Linked DNA regions of Mus musculus: regions 1 and 3 are each linked to region 2. Evidence: chromatin contacts called from public Hi-C and HiCAR-type data. All regions are on one chromosome and are shown on one strand. Each heading gives the region's core, a stretch centred on a gene start, on an enhancer-like site or on the middle of the called end of the contact. The rest is flanking DNA. Distances are from core to core; before and after follow the strand shown.

The links. Hi-C and Micro-C count contacts between places; a contact is called where the count stands out from the background. HiCAR-type assays count read pairs that join an accessible place to other places.
Region 1: a contact with region 2 is called in a HiCAR-type map of kidney, with 2.6 times the contacts expected there. The contact joins two enhancer-like sites. A contact is called at or near these places in 2 of 484 Hi-C or Micro-C datasets (both in liver) and 1 of 115 datasets of contacts at active chromatin or transcription factors (kidney).
Region 3: a contact with region 2 is called in a Hi-C map of liver, with 2.3 times the contacts expected there. The contact joins two enhancer-like sites. A contact is called at or near these places in 2 of 484 Hi-C or Micro-C datasets (embryonic stem cells and liver) and 1 of 115 datasets of contacts at active chromatin or transcription factors (a beta-TC-6 cell line).

What each region holds. Positions count from the first base shown.
Region 1 is chr13:101,521,650-101,525,460 of GRCm38.p6, forward strand. No RefSeq gene overlaps it. Among named protein-coding and RNA genes, the nearest start is that of Gm36475, 17 kb to the right of the region's middle. Within about 2 kb of position 2,007, at least 27 of the 459 cell types and tissues checked have an H3K27ac peak or open chromatin away from gene starts, as enhancers often do. A contact at or near this core is called in kidney and liver, where this site is marked.
Region 2 is chr13:101,213,880-101,217,522 of GRCm38.p6, forward strand. No RefSeq gene overlaps it. Among named protein-coding and RNA genes, the nearest start is that of 5930438M14Rik, 16 kb to the right of the region's middle. Within about 2 kb of position 2,197, at least 38 of the 459 cell types and tissues checked have an H3K27ac peak or open chromatin away from gene starts, as enhancers often do. A contact at or near this core is called in kidney and liver, where this site is marked.
Region 3 is chr13:101,595,973-101,599,334 of GRCm38.p6, forward strand. The region is part of intron 1 of Gm36553 (a long non-coding RNA gene); the gene reads left to right. Among named protein-coding and RNA genes, the nearest start is that of Gm36553, 7.8 kb to the left of the region's middle. Within about 2 kb of position 2,054, at least 18 of the 459 cell types and tissues checked have an H3K27ac peak or open chromatin away from gene starts, as enhancers often do. A contact at or near this core is called in liver, where this site is marked.

The sequences.
Region 1 (3,811 bases), core at 757-3,256, 310 kb after region 2:
CACACAATATAATATAATATATGTAAATATATAAATATCCAAATATATGTAATGTGTAATAATAAACAAAAGTTTTTGCAGAGTGTAGAATTGCCTAGAAACTTGTCACTGTCCTTATGATCCATCCAGCCCAATAGAAGATCACCAGTAGTGTGAGACACTCAGAAGACTGAGTTAACCTGCATCATTGCAGTGTCATCCTGCAAACAATCACAACTGGGACATTTTTTCTGCCCTCCTCACTCAAACATTTTCATACCAAAGTCTAGAACTTTCTTCACTCACTTCTCTCCATACTCATCAAATAGATCCAGCCTGCACACATTTGTAATCTCTGTTTTCTCTTCCTTTGGAGAAGAGGCCTTATCTCAGAACATCATAAATCTCTCTTTGTAGTGATAAGCCAATCCACACCCACTGATGCCTCCTCTTTCTCTTTTTCATCTCCCTCCCCTCCCCCTTTGGCCCTCCTTTTTGATAAAACTTCTAAAATAATTTCAAACAGGCAAAATAAGAGAATCTAGTGAGACTTGATATAAATAATACTTTTAAAATAAAAATATTTGAGCTAAAGGTGAGGCACAAAGAAATGTCATTAGATATTTTATCTAATATGTGTTTAGTGTGTATATGTGTGCATGTGCATGTGTGAGTGCAGGTGCACACGTCCATGCAGAGGTCATAGGTTGGCACTGACGGTTTCCCATTATCACTCTCCATCTTATCTCTGAGACAGGGTGTCTCACTGAATCCAGAACTCAGTGACTGCCTGGGAATCCACCTATCTCCATGACCCCAATGCTAAGGTCATAGGCATGTATAAGCTTGTCTAGGTTTTCAATGGATATCACAGACACAAATTCATGTCTTAATTTCTCATTTGGCAGGTACTCCACTGACTGGACCAGATTCCAGCCTCTCATGAAATATTTTTATCTGAGTAGAGCCCCCAGAAAATACAACTACTACCAACCCTCCTCTTAAGAAATTCCTGGTATCTTTAGCTGCCGTGAGGAAAAAAGTGACTTGTCTATTAGCTGAAAAGTCCCAACAAAACCCTCTATCCTTCCATTACCACCTACACACCCCAGTTTGGTAATAGACTTCTTTGTTTCTGGCTGGTGAATGAGTTACAGTACTCTGACTGCGCCCTAGGTAAACTCTGCCCTCCCTCTTCTTAATCTATTCTGTGTGAATTAATTTCTGTACCTCCAACTACCAGCCCCCAAGATGGAAGGATCATTCTTCTTAGTAGTCCCTGCTCTGTTTACTGTCCAAATAGCATTCTGTGATATAACTGAAAGCTATCTGTTCCTGTATGCACATATACACACACCTATTTCTCCCGTTTACATATGTGCATATTCCCATATGTTCCTAAATGCATGTGTACCTGTGTCATTTGTTCCTAAATACATAGTTCTACACATGTGCATACATGTGTGTATGCACATTCCCTATTTGACCCTATACATGTGTGCTTATGCCCTATATATGCATGAACTGACAGGCTCATATGTTCCTCACATACCTTGAGTTCCAGTATATATGTACATGAGCAAGTGTGCATTTATGACCATTTGACTAACCCTCTTTAGGAGCTTCCTTGAAGAATCAAAGCTCAAGAAAGTGAATAATAGTTCCCAGAAGATCAGAAACACTTCAGACCTAGCTCATGCCTTGCTGTGTACCTTGTGTTCCTATAGGTGTGCTCACATATACATTTATGGATATGTGGCTGACTATCTTGAGGAATTTTCTGGGAGACTCACCATGCACTGAAGTGAAAGCACATCCTAGAATATCAGAAACTCTTCAAACCAAGCCCACCCCTACTTGTTGCATCACCAGACTAGGCACTTAAAATAAATCATCTATTAAATGGGAAGCAATTACAAAACTCACCTTTCAACTTGGATTTCTGGGAAATGGATGAGAGGACTTCTTCAATGGTAACTTGACCAAGCTCTCCCTGATGACCTCATCTTGGAATGTTGTTAAATGTCCCTGGGTGTACACTTCAGGGAGAAGACAGTTGCTCAAATTAGTGACAACCTGACAGCAATGAGCTTTTGGTGTCTGGCAGAGTCTGGTCAATCCTTAACTCAGTCACTTACTCATTGTGACCTAGAACAACCCTCGGGCAGCCTCCGTTTCCTCATTTACAGAATAAGGGAAATAACATTTAACTTGAAGGCTAAATTCGGGGAGAGGACAAATGAGACTAGTAGGTATGTGTGATCTTTGTTTCCTTAAGCTACTTTCAAAATTGGGCCACTGGACTGACATTCTATAGAGACCAAGGACATGGTTTCCTTGCAAACATAACACACATCTTTCTATATTTACTTAACATTTATTTGCATATTTGTCTACTTTCCTTATTCAAAAGGACTGTACATGGTTTATGTGGACAGTAAACAATCTATTTTTCTTATATTAATGAAACTCTAAAGAAAATCAAAATATAATATCTATTCTGAGGCAAATTATAAGTTTAAAAAATATAAAACTTTTCTAAGTCCATGAGGGGTTAATTCCATCAGTTTAAACTTCACTCTAGTTTGTGTCTCCACAGGAGACAGGAAGCAGGAACCTTTATCTGTCTTTACTTGTATGTATAGAATTCACCACAGCTGCTCTACATACCATGACCTGAGCCACCCTGTGTCTAGACTGACTACACCAGGCAGTAAGCTGGCCAAGATCTTTCTGGTCAGGCCTTGGCAGCGTGAAGGGAGGAAGATGCCAACATTATTGCCAAATGGATGGCTCATATTTTCCTTCTTTGTCTATGTCGATGGCAGTCATGTGTTTCTCATGGTGCCCAGTTGTGCAATTAATGAAGCAGGCCCAGGGCCAGGAGAAGGGCCTACGGTAGGTAGGGTTAGGTCTTCCCACTAAGCCTTCCTCTGGGTTGCTACTGCATGTGTCTATCCCAAATTATCAGCAATGATGGGCTGAACCATAATAAAACTGAGGAGTATAAAATAGGGACCAAGTGCTAAAGATGGCCGGATTGGGTGGTTTAGAATGAGGAACTTGGTTTGGTGCTGATTTTAGAGGCAGAGCGTAGCCTTCAAGATGGCCTCAAAATAAAGATGAAGAGACAAGGAAAGAGTTAAGTTGGACCTAGTTGAAGACAGTAATAAACTCATTCTCAGGTGGCTGTGGTCTGTCAGAGGTTTGCTGTATATTTTAGATTCTCCCCGGGCAGTTCTGCCATGGGACAATCCATCCACTAATTCTCCCACATTAGGTGCTCCAGCACACAGGTGGCCAAGGTCAGGGAAAAGAGGACATTGGTTCTACTGAAACAATGCGAAAGTTCTTTCGATCTGGACTGCTTAGTGTAGCAATGCTGTCCTCTGAGCTGAACTCTGAGGCAATTTCTTTCAGAGTTTCTCTCCAGGGCAGAGAGAAAGCTCTCTGCCCTGGAACATATAGCCAGTTTTGGAAGAGGGAAACCAGTGCTCAGCTATAAAGAAAACACAACCCCCCTTTGGAAAAAGACAAACAGCAGGAGGGAACCCTTGTTCACCGCTGGTGGGAATGCAATCTAGTCAGATCTCTACAGAAATCAGTGTAGATGTCACTTAAGAAAACTAGAAATACACCCTACTACTTAATCATTTATGTTATATCACTCTTAGTTATTTACCCCAAGGACACCAAGTCAGCATGTCTGTTCTAGTTAGTGTTCTGTTGCTGGGAAGAGACATAATGATCATGACAACTCATATAAAGGAAAACTTTTAATTGGGGATGGCTTTTAGAGTTTCAAAGGCTTAGTCCAGTCTCATCATGGCGG
Region 2 (3,643 bases), core at 947-3,446:
TCATTAACTCACCAGGTCTAACTCTTAAACATATTTATTGAGTTTTTTTTTCTCTTTTGTCCCCGTTCTTGCCAGTGAGAAGAACAAACAAACAAACAAACAAACAAAAATTTGAAAGAAAATTCCTCTTCAGTCTAGAGCAGTGGTTCTCAGCCCTCCTAATGCTGTGACCCTTTAATACAGTTCCTTATATTGTGCTGACCCCCAGCCGTAAAATTATTTTTTTTGTTGCTATTTCAGAAGTATAATGTTGTTACTGTTACAAATCATAATGTAAATATCTGTGTTTTCTTACGGTCTTAGGCAGCCCCCAAGGGACTCGTGACCCACAGGTTGAGAACCAGTTTTCTAGATCTTCTTTGCCCTGGATTCAGCTCTTTAAGGAAGGGGTTGCACAGCAGTTCTGAGCAAGCCATTAGTAGCAAAGTCCTTGGACTCTTTCCAGCCTGCCTGTGGTCTCCTGCTGGGCCATCTCCCAGAGCTGGTCCTGTTTTGGGTGGGAAAGGATGGTGCCATCTTGAGGCTCTTCCTGTATGCTCTCTCCTTCTCCCAGGGGGAACTGGCATATGGTGCAGGGTTACTTCATTTAAGAATAAATGGGATATTGAGAATTTACATAAAATTACTTAGTGTGATGGCTATTCTTGTTTGTCAACTTGATATCCAGGATTAAGTAAAGCCCAACTGGCTATGTACACCTGTGGGGACTTTTTTTTTTTTTTTAATTAAATCATTTGGAGTGGGAAGACGACTTTAATTCAGATCTTTTGAAGTGTTGCCACCTTTAATCTGGGCCATACCTGGTGGCAACCCATACAAAGGACATGAAGATGGGCACTTGCTTTCTTTGCCTATTTGCCCTTACCTTGCTTAGCAAGTCCACTCTTTTGCTGTCATTAGAGCCTACTTCTTCAGGATTCCAGCGTCTCCTGAAGATCACCTAAGATGGAACAGTTACTGTATTCTTGGACTTTCTGTTGTTGGACAGCCATTGTTGGACAGCTGGACCACAGCCTGTAAACCACTCTAATAAAAATCTCTCTCTCTCTCTCTGTATCTCTATGTGTGTGTGTGTGTGTGTGTGTGTGTGTGTGTATATGAAGCTTCCAGACCAAATTCTTTCCAGGTTTAAACTCCAAGTAGTCTCTTAAATATCCTGGATTCTGAAATATATATATTTCATATGAATGAAATATAGGTATTTATTTCATATATATATATTTCATATATATAATTCTATCAGTTCTGTTTCTCTAGAGAACCCTGACTAATATACTTGGTGAGAAGTGGGTAGGGCTGAAGGCAGTTTAGATTAAAAGGGAATCCTTCTGTGATTTTTTTTTAAAAGTAAAATATTGAATCTTTTTTTGAAGCACATTATCACATCCCGATTTATCCCATTTAAATCTGGAATACCACATGGAGGCTTGACTTTATCTGGAGCACACATTCACAGAGCTAGTTCAAAGCCAGAATGTCCTCCCCACCCCCCATGCCCCACCCCCGGGGCTGAAGAGACACTCCTCTGAAACAGTGTACCTGCTGGTTTCTGGATGCTGACACTGGCATGCTCTGAGTGGGCACCCGCTGCATGCTTATTGAATCCATGGAAAGAAGGGTCAAATGAGACATTAACGTTTAAAATGTGACCAAAGGGACAAGATTTCAGGATTCGGGATTAAGATGGATATTTGAGAGGCTGCTTGGGGTTTAAATTTAGGAAGAATCTGGCCTGGGATTTTCATGTAAGAGCTGGGTCCTATTCTGCCTAATGGACTGTAACATAATCCTTTTCACTCTCAAGCAGCCCACAGCAGCATCTACACAGCATAGTCACCCGTGACAGCTTCCTAGTGAGGGTGGGTTCCGGTTGTATTCCTTTCTCCGTGTCAGGACATGGCTTCAAATTCAGGCACAGGTCAAGGGCTGCTGACAAAGCATCATCAACACCGTGTGCTGCATGCCATGGCCTCCTCTCGGGAAAGCCTCAGTGGGAGGCGGTCCAAACAGGGTCCTGCCTGGAGTATCCCTTACGGAGAAGCAAGGGCTCGGTTCTTAGAAACTGACTCTCCCGTTCAGGTTACACGTGGGGGGAAAACCAGGGTTGCCTGTTTGAATGGCACACTCTCTCAGTGCCTGTTTCCAAACTCCAGCTGAGCTGACATGTGGTGGACATGATTTCAACTCGGGAGCAGGTTTCATTTAATCCACAGGGCATCTGAGTTACACGGGAACCAAATGAGAAACAGACGTGACTACAGGTGCCTTTCGCCCTGCTCTTGGGCAATGAACTCAAAGGTGTCTTTGATTTCAGTAAGAAATTTGGCAGGGAGCTTGTTCATAAAGTGGTTTCATTGCAGTGGCTTTTGGTAAAAAGGCTTCTCTCTCCTTCCACTTGACTCGTACCACACACATTCAAATATACATAAAACTCCCATCAGGAAGAGTAGCAGCACTGTGCTAAAAATAAAACTTAAATTAAAAGCCCACTTCAGTAACCTGTAAGTTTCCCATTCTTCCTGCTAATGGTCATTGGTTTTTCTCACCTTGGATGGCCTGATTTCAAATAGGTAATTATTACCAACAAGTCCAGAATAGTGTCAGACCTATTGTGTAAATTATACGGCTTTTAAATATATTGATGAGTCAATATTTAACCAAGGCAGGTTAAGTCAGTCAACTCCAGCAGGGACAAACCACATTTGTTCTGTAAGCATGCAGCTGGAGAAGGGCCTGGGAGTGGGCCTGGCAAAATCTCGATTTCCTGGACCCAAAGTTCTTGTACGATGGGAGCAAGTTCTGTCCTCATATGGCTCAAAGGCCAGGCCCTTTGGAAAACTCTTTTGTATTCTCCAGCCATGCGTATGTTAAAGGCAAAGGAGACTCACTCTGAGATCCAGATAAGCTAAAGGCCTGGACAGAGAAGTGGCCCATTTGTCCACGTGTTGGAAGCAGGGAAAATGTGTGTCATTTCTACCCGCAGGCCTGTTGACTTTGGGCAAGACACATTACATTTCAGGCACTCAACTGCCTCATTTGCAAAACCGTAAAATAGAAGCCTGGACGTATTCAGGACATTGTTATCCTTTAGGGCTTGATTCTGTGAGAAGTTTGACTTTGATTGTGACTCCTGGGTGGAAAGCACTGTAGGTGGCTTTTCTCACTTAGAAACCCTAAACCGTATCTGTCCAAGTCTGGGTGCACAGGTTGTGTGCATGGTGCGATGCCAGCAAGAACAGCTCACGCAGACTGCGAACTGGATGGTAACCTCCACACCTCAAGTTGTGCAATGGTGCCACCCTGCCTTGAAAATGCAGTCTATCTTCTTTCCTCCTAACGAATAGACTGAGGTTGTAAGATTTTTTTTTTTCTTTTAAATTCCTGTGTTTGCTGGAATTCTGCCAACTTCTTCCCTCAGCCTCCTTTCTGAGGAGACTTTTTTTCATCATCCAAAGCCCTGATTAGAATAAAACTAACAGCTCGTTTAAAGGGTAATCATTCCCACTCCAATGGCTTCTGCTCTGACAATGAGAAGAAGAGAGTCAGAATGGGAGTCCTGCCTGATGCAGGCTGTTTTCAGTCTTCTCCAATTTATAGACCTAGGTTTAACCTAATTCTCATGATGAAAGATTCAGAGGCTGGG
Region 3 (3,362 bases), core at 804-3,303, 380 kb after region 2:
TAGAGCTATTTCCTATGTATGGCTTCTTTCATTTTAAACCAGGCTCACACATACTAAAACACCGAATCATAGGCCCAAGGACATATGAAAGTTGGATCTTTTCATCAAAGGTCAAGGTCTTAAGTCAACAGGACTGTGCTCTACACAGACCTTACATGTCTCATGTGTCTTCTGCTGGTAGCACTTGCTAAAGAATGCTCTGGTCCATGTCCTCAGCCTCTGGGGTGGCTTCCTCTGCTGGGTCATATGTTTCTGCTCTTCATATAAGCTAGTTAGGTGGTATCAGACATAATGCTTTTACATTAGTTTGGTGCCAAGCATAGTCTAGAACCATCCTGAGTGGCCAGTACATATATGATGATGAGTTGAGCTGCCTTTATAGTGAGACTGTCCCTCACAAGTAACCAGCCAAAATATAAACCCAAGGCTCTTAAGTATCTGTGTATCCAAACTCCACGTGTACGTGCATGCTTAGGAACCCATTCTGAGAATCCACATCCATATTTAAAATCAAAGCCGTACGTGTGGGGGCTAATTGTGGGTCTAATGATAAATATCCTTGGACTTGCTGAATATTTTACTGTCTTCTGTAGCTAAGCTGTCTTTACCCAGTAAACCCCATTCCCTTCTGCCACCTCAAAGCCTTCCCTTCCTCTGTCTTCCCTGCGGATTTATAGTAGCAAGGTGTGTAGAAATTTTCATCTAAGAAATGAACATAAAGATAAATCATCTGTCTTCTCACTCCTTTACCCCTGTAACTGTTGTCTCAAGAGAGCTTGCAAGCCTTTATGCTTTTTCTGATTGAGGGAAAGATTGATTCCATGGCAGAGAGTGGTGACCTTGACAATGTCAAATAATTTAATATGCCATTAGACTCCAGGCCTGACTTTTGGGTTCATTCGCAGTCATTGAGGGCTCTGTTTTCTCTGAACAATATGGCTGTTGAGAAGGACTTGGGAGGTGGTCGTTCATGCAGTCAGCTGCTAAAGGGGTCTTTCAATTTCACTTTTAATAGGAAAATAAAATCAGTTACTGTATCAGCAAAAGCTTTTCAGAAAAATCAGGTCATTCTATGGTCCGTGGCTCTTTTATTATGATTGGAATCATGTCAGTAGATCCACACGTAATAAAATGCTGCCTCGTAGGTCTGCAGAAACAGGCAAGAAAATTGGGTTTTCAAGTTTCCCCCAATGTTACTTTCTTAGGACAACAAACTATGGGAGTTTTAGGAAGAGAACAGCCATGAAGTTGAAGTTACGATGATCTTTTTGTGGCCGGGAAGAAAAGACAGGTAAAAGCTATGAAAGCACACAGCCTGCTTCCCCTGTCTGGCAAACCAGGAGTAGCCACTTGGTCAAACCTCTGTCTCTCTCCAAATTCCCACTGGCCACCAGCCCTTCCCTTGGGTTTGCAGTCAGCCACATTGGACTCTGCTCATGTGCTCTCCCACTGACTGGGTGACCTTGTGCAAATGACTTAGTCCTTCTGGAGCCTCTATAGGAATTAAATGAGATCATGCCAGGAGAGCGAGCTGTGCTCACAGGATCTGGCTCAGAGCCAGTGGTCAATAAATGGAGCTGTGATTAGCATCATTATTATTATTGGGCTTCATCTTCGGTGCCTTAATTATCTGTGGGCCCCACCCTATCCGTGTCTCTCTGCCTCTCAGAACAGCCTTCCTTCTGTGCCCAGGTTTCACTGTTGGGCCACTGCCAACTTCTCCCTTCTAAAGCAGTGAGGGAATGGTGTCGTCTCTGCATCTCTGGGTTATGGATAACTCCCAGGCACTTTCAGATTCCTCGAAGTCGAGCTGTAATCTAACAACAGCTGCTTCCTGGGCTGTGGACACTCAAAGTCTGAAGGTACATAGCAGAGCATAAACTGTCTGAGATCTTTTGACCACCCAGGTTGGAAATTACAGGTCTCTGAGCGTTCCCAGGAGCCCTGCGCCTCTGCAAGGAAAAGCGTAGCCGAGTATCTTTTGTTCCTGCCCATGAATGTACTTCCGAGGTGCACGTGGGCTTTCTGTTGTAGCTGCAAGCACCTGTCAACATCTGTTGAACACACAGCTCCGTGTGACCTACTTACATGGTGATTGCTGGTGGCCAGCTGTGGCTTCCCAGAGCCTAATGTTGGAAGTTATTTTGTGTCTCCGCGAGTGCTGTTGAATGTCACTGGAAATCGAGATTCCCAACATTAAAAGAAAACCAAAGATTTTTACATTTAAGTTTGGATTTTTTTCCAGGAGATCTAGCAATCCCGAGCAAAGGTCAGGATTCATAGACTTGGAGTCTTGTTGCTGCCTAGCAACGTAAGCACTCAAACTACAATCATCTTACCCCTACTCCTGACCGAAAGGTCAAGCAAACAAAACTAATAGCAGAAGAGTGACTTGGGTTCATAGGCTCATCCCTTTCTGAGACGTCATATTGTCTGTATAGCTAGAGATAAATAATGTTGGAATGAAGTTGCCAGTGGAATCCAGGTCAAGCAGGCAAAGAGCAAAATCTTCCTTCTTCAATGTCCTTTATAGAGGCTGTCACCAGCAGGTGTGGCCCAGATTAAAGGTGGATTTTCCCACCTCAAAAAAAAAAAAAAAATCCAAATTAGATGTGTGTCTTTCCACTTCAAATGATTTAATTAAGAAAAAGAAATACAAAAACAAAATCAAGGTGTACCCGGCCACTCGGGTTTTAGCTAACTCCACAGGTAGTCTAGTTGACAACCAAGAATAGCCATCACGGCTTTCAAAAGAACTCCCACACTTGGAATCTAGGTGGGTGACGTTGCCAGCCATGACTGTAATATACCTCTCGGGGCAGATTTTTGACACATGTAAGGAGTTTTCAGTATTCAAAAGTAGTCACAAGAAAATGATATGCGGTGAATAAACAGTAATTTCAAGACAAGAGAATTGTGGGTAGATTTGCCATTCTAAAGTATGATACAGACGGTTTTCAGAGTCATAACTGCCCAGGAAACTCTGTGTGAACTGAACAAAGGCAGGTCTGTTTTCCATTGACCATCACTCGTGTGTGTGCATGTGCGTGTGCGTGTGCGTGTGCGTGTGCGTGTGTGTGTGTGTGTGTGTGTGTGTGTGTGTGTAAGGAGCACAGCAGAGATGAGAGGAAAGAGGAGAGACATACATTCAATCACCATACCTTTAGACAAAGGAGTTCGCCTCACAAACAAGCTGCATTGCTTGAGTGACCGCTGTGTGGAAATGGCCTGTGTGTAGAAGCTTTCGCCTCGGCTTTAGTCTGACAGGCCATGTGTTGTTGGCTGCTTTGCTGGGGCGACAGGAGATCACATCTACATTCTTCTCCCAATAATGAATCCCTTAAAGGTGGATTTCAGTATTC